Regions from separate parts of the Zea mays genome. Here region 2 is linked to region 1. A link is a contact called in public Hi-C data. All regions are on one chromosome and are shown on one strand. The core of a region is the stretch at or near the end of the contact, and the rest is flanking DNA. Distances in the headings are between cores, read along the strand shown.

Region 1 (2,596 bases), core at 73-2,572:
CCCTCGTACGTGGCCACCAGGATGGTCCTGTCGTCGGCGCTGCGCTGCACCTTCTTCTTCACCGGGCACGACGGCGCGAAGGAGCACCGGAAGTAGGCGCGCGGGCAGGGGTTGTCCTTGGTCACCTTCTGCCCGTACTTCCGCCATTGGTACCCGTCCTTCACCGCCTGTTTTGTTTTATTTGTTCAACGTGGGGCACGAGCTAGTTAATAATTATTGACCGTACCGTACGCACACGCTGATCCGGCGCGAGAGAAAAAAAGAAGAAGAAGCGATGGTGCACGGGCGGCATCCTCCGTTACTTACGAGGCTGAGGTCAGAGGGGTCGGCGTGGACGTATCGCCGGGACACCTTGGACTTGCACTCCTCCCGGACGCGGCTGCCCGGCTCGTGGTGGAAGGCGGCGGCGGCGGTGGCTGCGGCCGACGTGCACTCCATCTGGTCGTGGGCCGCGAACGGCGGCGACGGCGACGGCTTGCGGGTGTTTTGTTGGTGGTGCGGGGCGGTGTCGAGGCTGTCGCTCCGGATCCGCTTCCTGGACGGCGAGGCCGCGGAGCCGCCCTCCGACGTGGAGGACTGGCGGTTGGCGGCGGCGGCCACCACAACCATGTCGTTGACCTGGCCCTGCAGCTCGGTGTAGTTGGCCAGCAGGGCCCGCAGCATCTCGCTGAGGCGCTTGTTCTCGTCGCCGACTCGCCGGAGCTCAGCCTCGAGCGCCTCCACCTGTATCGGCCCAGTCAGTGGCCAATCAGCACAAAGTCATCGCGGCGGTGTCGTACGTACGTAGTCCGGCCAGCGAACGAGCTATGCTCGATCGTGCGCCTACAACACATACCTCCCGGTCTTTCGTCCTGCTGACGGCCAAGAAATTGTTGGTCTCCTCGACCAAGACGACCTTGGCCGGCGTGGGGAGGCCGACCTTGAGGTCGAGGCTGAGGGAAGGCTGCGCGATCCACGGGTCCATGGCCGCCGCCGCCGTCCCTGATGAGGCGCGAGCGCGGCTGGAAGGCATGCAAGGGATTAATTAAGGAGGAGCGCTGGGGAGCGAGTTGCGCTTGCGCTTGGACGAGGGGGGCATCGCTGCAGGAAGGCGAATATATAGGCAGGCAGAGGAGCTAGGCTAGGCATGTCATGTGCGTGCGGTGCTGCAGGTTTTGGTGGGAAGGCCGCTGGAGCTGGACTGCTGAGTGGCTCTGAGAAGAGAGCGACGGCGACGGCTAGTTCCGGGGTCGGGACTCGGGAGACGAAGCATCTTGGGAGTTGGGGCCGTGGGCAAAGCGAAGCGATCGAAGGCCCTGTCCGTCGTACGTAGTCGTCGTCGTCGTCGTCTTGGTCGTGAGTGACAGAACATAGTTATATCAAAGCTGGGACACACACACGAACGGCGATCGAGAATGGTATTTGCGACCTGTGCTGACGAGGCCATTATTATTGGGTTTTTTAAATTAGTACCCTTAGTTTTGTTCCATGTGGGCTAGCGTCGATGTGATCTACGCGTGTGGTGCGAGTTTTAAACCTGTGGCTTAAACTAATCCTCCGGACTGCGGTGTGGTGGCGGGCGCCGGGCGAGACCGACCGGATCAGGATCAGGCTCAGGCTCAGGCCAGCGCTTGGAAAAGCCCAGCTAGGCCGCAGGGGGAAAGGGTCGCCGCAGGGGTCAAAGGAAATAAGTACACCAGAAAGATGAACAGGTTGCGATTTATTAGCTTGCATTTTGGGAGGATTAGCCTGCCCTTCCCTCTGCTTGTTGCCCGGTCTCTGTCTAACTGTACGCAGCTCTATATCGATAAAATACTTACCTCCAAGAGGTTTTTACGTTTCACTTGTTTGGGACTACATGTACGTCCTGCAACTCTGTTGTTAAGGCTAATCACAATGGAGGTTTCATGAGGTGTTTCATGTATTAATTAGTCTGCCACATCAGCTATTTTGATGACATGTCACATAATTTAAGAAGGAAGAGTTTCATGAAGTTTCATGGGGATGAAACCATGTTAACTCGTTTCCAAGGTATTAGAAACTGCGTGAAACCTCCACTGAGAGTGTTTTGTTTCATCTTTATATAATTGAGTAAATCATATTGGTTATTTATATGCAGCATTTAAGAAGTACGTTGACATATGAAATAATAAGATGAAACTCTTTATTAAAAGAGGTTGTTTCATTCATCCACAAAGCTGATGTGGTATTTTTGGAAATAGGGACATGAAATCATCACTGTGATTAGCCTAAGGATATTTTTTTCCTAACAACACATCTAGCACCTGCCTAGCTGCAAACAACCACAATGCTCTTGCCCTTTGTCGCCCCCCCTCTTTTCTGATGTCGTACTACGTTGCAACTGGAACTCAGTCAATCGGTCATGCGGCCACGTAGGTTATATATTAAAAAACACAGACACACATACAAACAATCGTGTTGGCTTCGACCATGTACGTATGCCTGCTGCGGTGCTGCTGCCTGCCCAGTTTCCCAAATGTGCATTTCCCAACACACGCTGAGCCCGATATGATCAGGTGGTGGGTGGAGCCCCGCCACCGCCCACCAGGGTTGCTGATTCTTGCTGGTTCGGGGTTAGAAAAACTCCGCTCTCGAG
Region 2 (2,596 bases), core at 73-2,572, 280 kb after region 1:
TAACACAATGACAGAGCATATCCAGGAGCTGGAGATGTTACTGGAAGCTTATTTTGTTGTTATCGACAGCACTCTGAACAAGCTGACATCGGTACCGAGCCATATCTCCAGCATATCTTAAATCTGGCTATGCTATGTGTAGTAATAATGTGATAGGAGTGAAAGGGGTCTGATGATCTGTTTTTCCTTCTTTCAGCTTAAAGAGTACATCGATGACACTGAAGACTTCATCAACATTCAGCTGGTATGCCAGCATATTTTATGCTCTCTATTCGGGATATGAATATCAGAGTTTATGCATTTCTCACACTGCTGGTCTGTGTAACTTATTTGACTTTCCATATGTTCCTAGGACAATGTGCGGAACCAGCTGATCCAGTTTGAATTGCTGCTAACGACCGCAACATTTGTTGTGGCCATTTTCGGAGTGGTTGCTGGGATATTCGGGATGAACTTTGAGACATCAGTTTTCGAAATAGAGAATGCATTCCAGTGGGTCCTTGTAATTACTTCAGTGACCGGCGTTTTCATCTTCTGCTCCTTTCTTTGGTTCTTCAAGTACAAGAGATTGATGCCTTTGTAGAGAATGTATATGCCCTCCTCCCATAGGACCGATGAATCAATTTCAACCCTGTTAAGAGGCACTTGATCAGAAGCCTGAACCTCTGCCGATGTAAATTACCATTCTTTTAGAGGTTTACGGCATGAGTACCGAGAATCCGGGTGAAAATTGTAACCTTCTTGACATGATCCCTGTGCTGTATAAGAGAAAATCATATTACAGTTTATACAAATAATACCGACCAATTCTACATCCAGGTGGCTCGATAGGATATAAGATGATTTCGTCAAAACATGTTCCTGACGCTTCTAGCTCCCAGTAAACAGTGTCTTCCATCTGGCTACTCTATCCGTTTCTTATGTTAAGGTCACGAAGATTTATCTTAAATTAATATTTTAAAACTTTGACTAATAATATTTATAAAAATAATTATTTTTAAATTAGAAAATATATATATTGTGATAGATGTTTTAATAATAAATCTAATAGTTTCATTTTTATTCAGTAATATTAATGAATATTTTGCTACTAACGGTTAAAGTTAAAAGTATTTAACTTAGAAAATACTTTCGTTAAGTGACTTTAAGATAGAGAACGGAGGAGTAGTTCATTCATGAGAAACACCAGTGCGTGGATGTTGACTTGATGCTGCACGTGGCAGTGCCACGATGTCACGCTTGCACGCGAACTCCATGCGTGTCCTCTTGCCGCTTAACCTGCTACCACCATAAAGCTGCTTCGGCACGGAGCAGGACAGGACACAGAGCTTCCTAGTCCGTGTAGTGGAGGTAGCCATCATCAGAATCCAGAAAGGAGCACCGTGTGTGCGTGATGTGGCCGGAGAAGATGTACGCGTGGGCGTCCATGGCAGAAGACCCGCTCAAGCGCGCGGGGTCGGCATCGGCGCATCCGTCGAGCCCTCTACGGCGCTACAGCCCAACGACGCTGGCGGTCGGCGGCCTCATCGTCGTTGGCGGCCTCAGCTACGTCATGTTCGGGAGCAAGAAGAACGGGCGCGACCAGCAGGCCAGCCGAGCTTAGAAAAGGCCCGTGGAGATCGTCGATTAGCTAGCTTACCGAGATGTTCCGAAAATAAGATAGGATTAGGCTCTTTGGCGGGTGTTATGTATGTGTTCCATATGTGCAAAAACCTCGAGTGCTACTATCTTGTTATCCATGTATGTATAACATGCCAATTTTCTTACTGAATAAGTAGCCTCCCTTGTGATTTAATTATTAGAACCACGGAAGATATGTGGTTCAAATGTTAAGCTCGTTTCATTGTAGCATCTGTAACCGAAACTTGTTGTGTGGGGTGTGGCCAGTACACTAATTTATACATTTAATGTTGCTGAATCAAACTGCTAATACCATCATAATTTCACCAAACATAACATATGGTTAAATTGTTAAGTAGTTGAATTATACCATCAGACACCTCTTCTGTAAGGGATACACACTGAAAATACTGACTTCGAAGTAAACTGACTTAGTGTTCCAGAATCAAACTGTAAAAACCCTAAAGCACTGAATAAGCACCCTACGTTTGAAGTTCCACCTTATAAAAATAACGCACACTACCCTCTCAAATTCTGATGGTTCGTTACCTAGTATTCTCTCTTGATCTCTGATTTCGAAAACCCACGGAGCAGTGTTGCAGCTGTTACTCTCTAGTCGATCTTAACCGAAGAGTAGATGAGCCTGGTGAACCAGAAGCAGGCGTAGAAGCCAATGGTGCCGGTGAGCACAAAGAAGGCGTAGGAGGCAATGAGCATGTAGCCAAAGTATAGGACGCCGGAGACGGTCTTCGTTATTTCCAGCTTGGTGAAGAAGTAGAACGTGGCGTAGAGGAAGAGGTACAGCGCTGACGAGCCAGACGTCAGGTAGGATCTCCACCACCACTGGTAGTCCTCGCCGCAGAGCTGGAAGTAGCAGAGCACGATGGCGATCTCTGCACAGGTCAGGATAAGGATGACAAAGACCAGGAACAGAAACCCAAAGATGTAGTAGAACTGGTGCAGCCAGATCGATGTC

Evidence for each region. A called contact is a pair of places that touch in the nucleus more often than the background predicts.
Region 2: a Hi-C map of endosperm shows a contact between it and region 1, with 2.4 times the contacts expected there. The contact joins the promoter of LOC100279138 here to the promoter of LOC103638821 in region 1. A contact is called at or near these places in 3 of 25 Hi-C or Micro-C datasets (bundle sheath, endosperm and leaf).

The regions. Positions count from the first base shown.
Region 1 is chr9:108,441,193-108,443,788 of Zm-B73-REFERENCE-NAM-5.0, forward strand. LOC103638821 (WRKY transcription factor WRKY28) reads right to left here and starts at 1,323. Exons shown (of 3, transcript XM_008661631.4): 1 at 836-1,323; 2 at 307-723; 3 at 1-167. The coding sequence starts at 1,012.
Region 2 is chr9:108,721,879-108,724,474 of Zm-B73-REFERENCE-NAM-5.0, forward strand. It overlaps LOC100279138, which reads left to right and starts at 1,323. Exons shown (of 1, transcript NM_001364560.1): 1 at 1,323-1,918. The coding sequence starts at 1,394. The coding sequence ends at 1,603. LOC100283261 (MRS2-10) reads left to right here. Exons shown (of 5, transcript NM_001156163.1): 3 at 1-91; 4 at 197-244; 5 at 353-814. The coding sequence ends at 583. LOC100383626 reads right to left here. Exons shown (of 7, transcript NM_001176274.1): 7 at 1,960-2,596. The coding sequence ends at 2,233.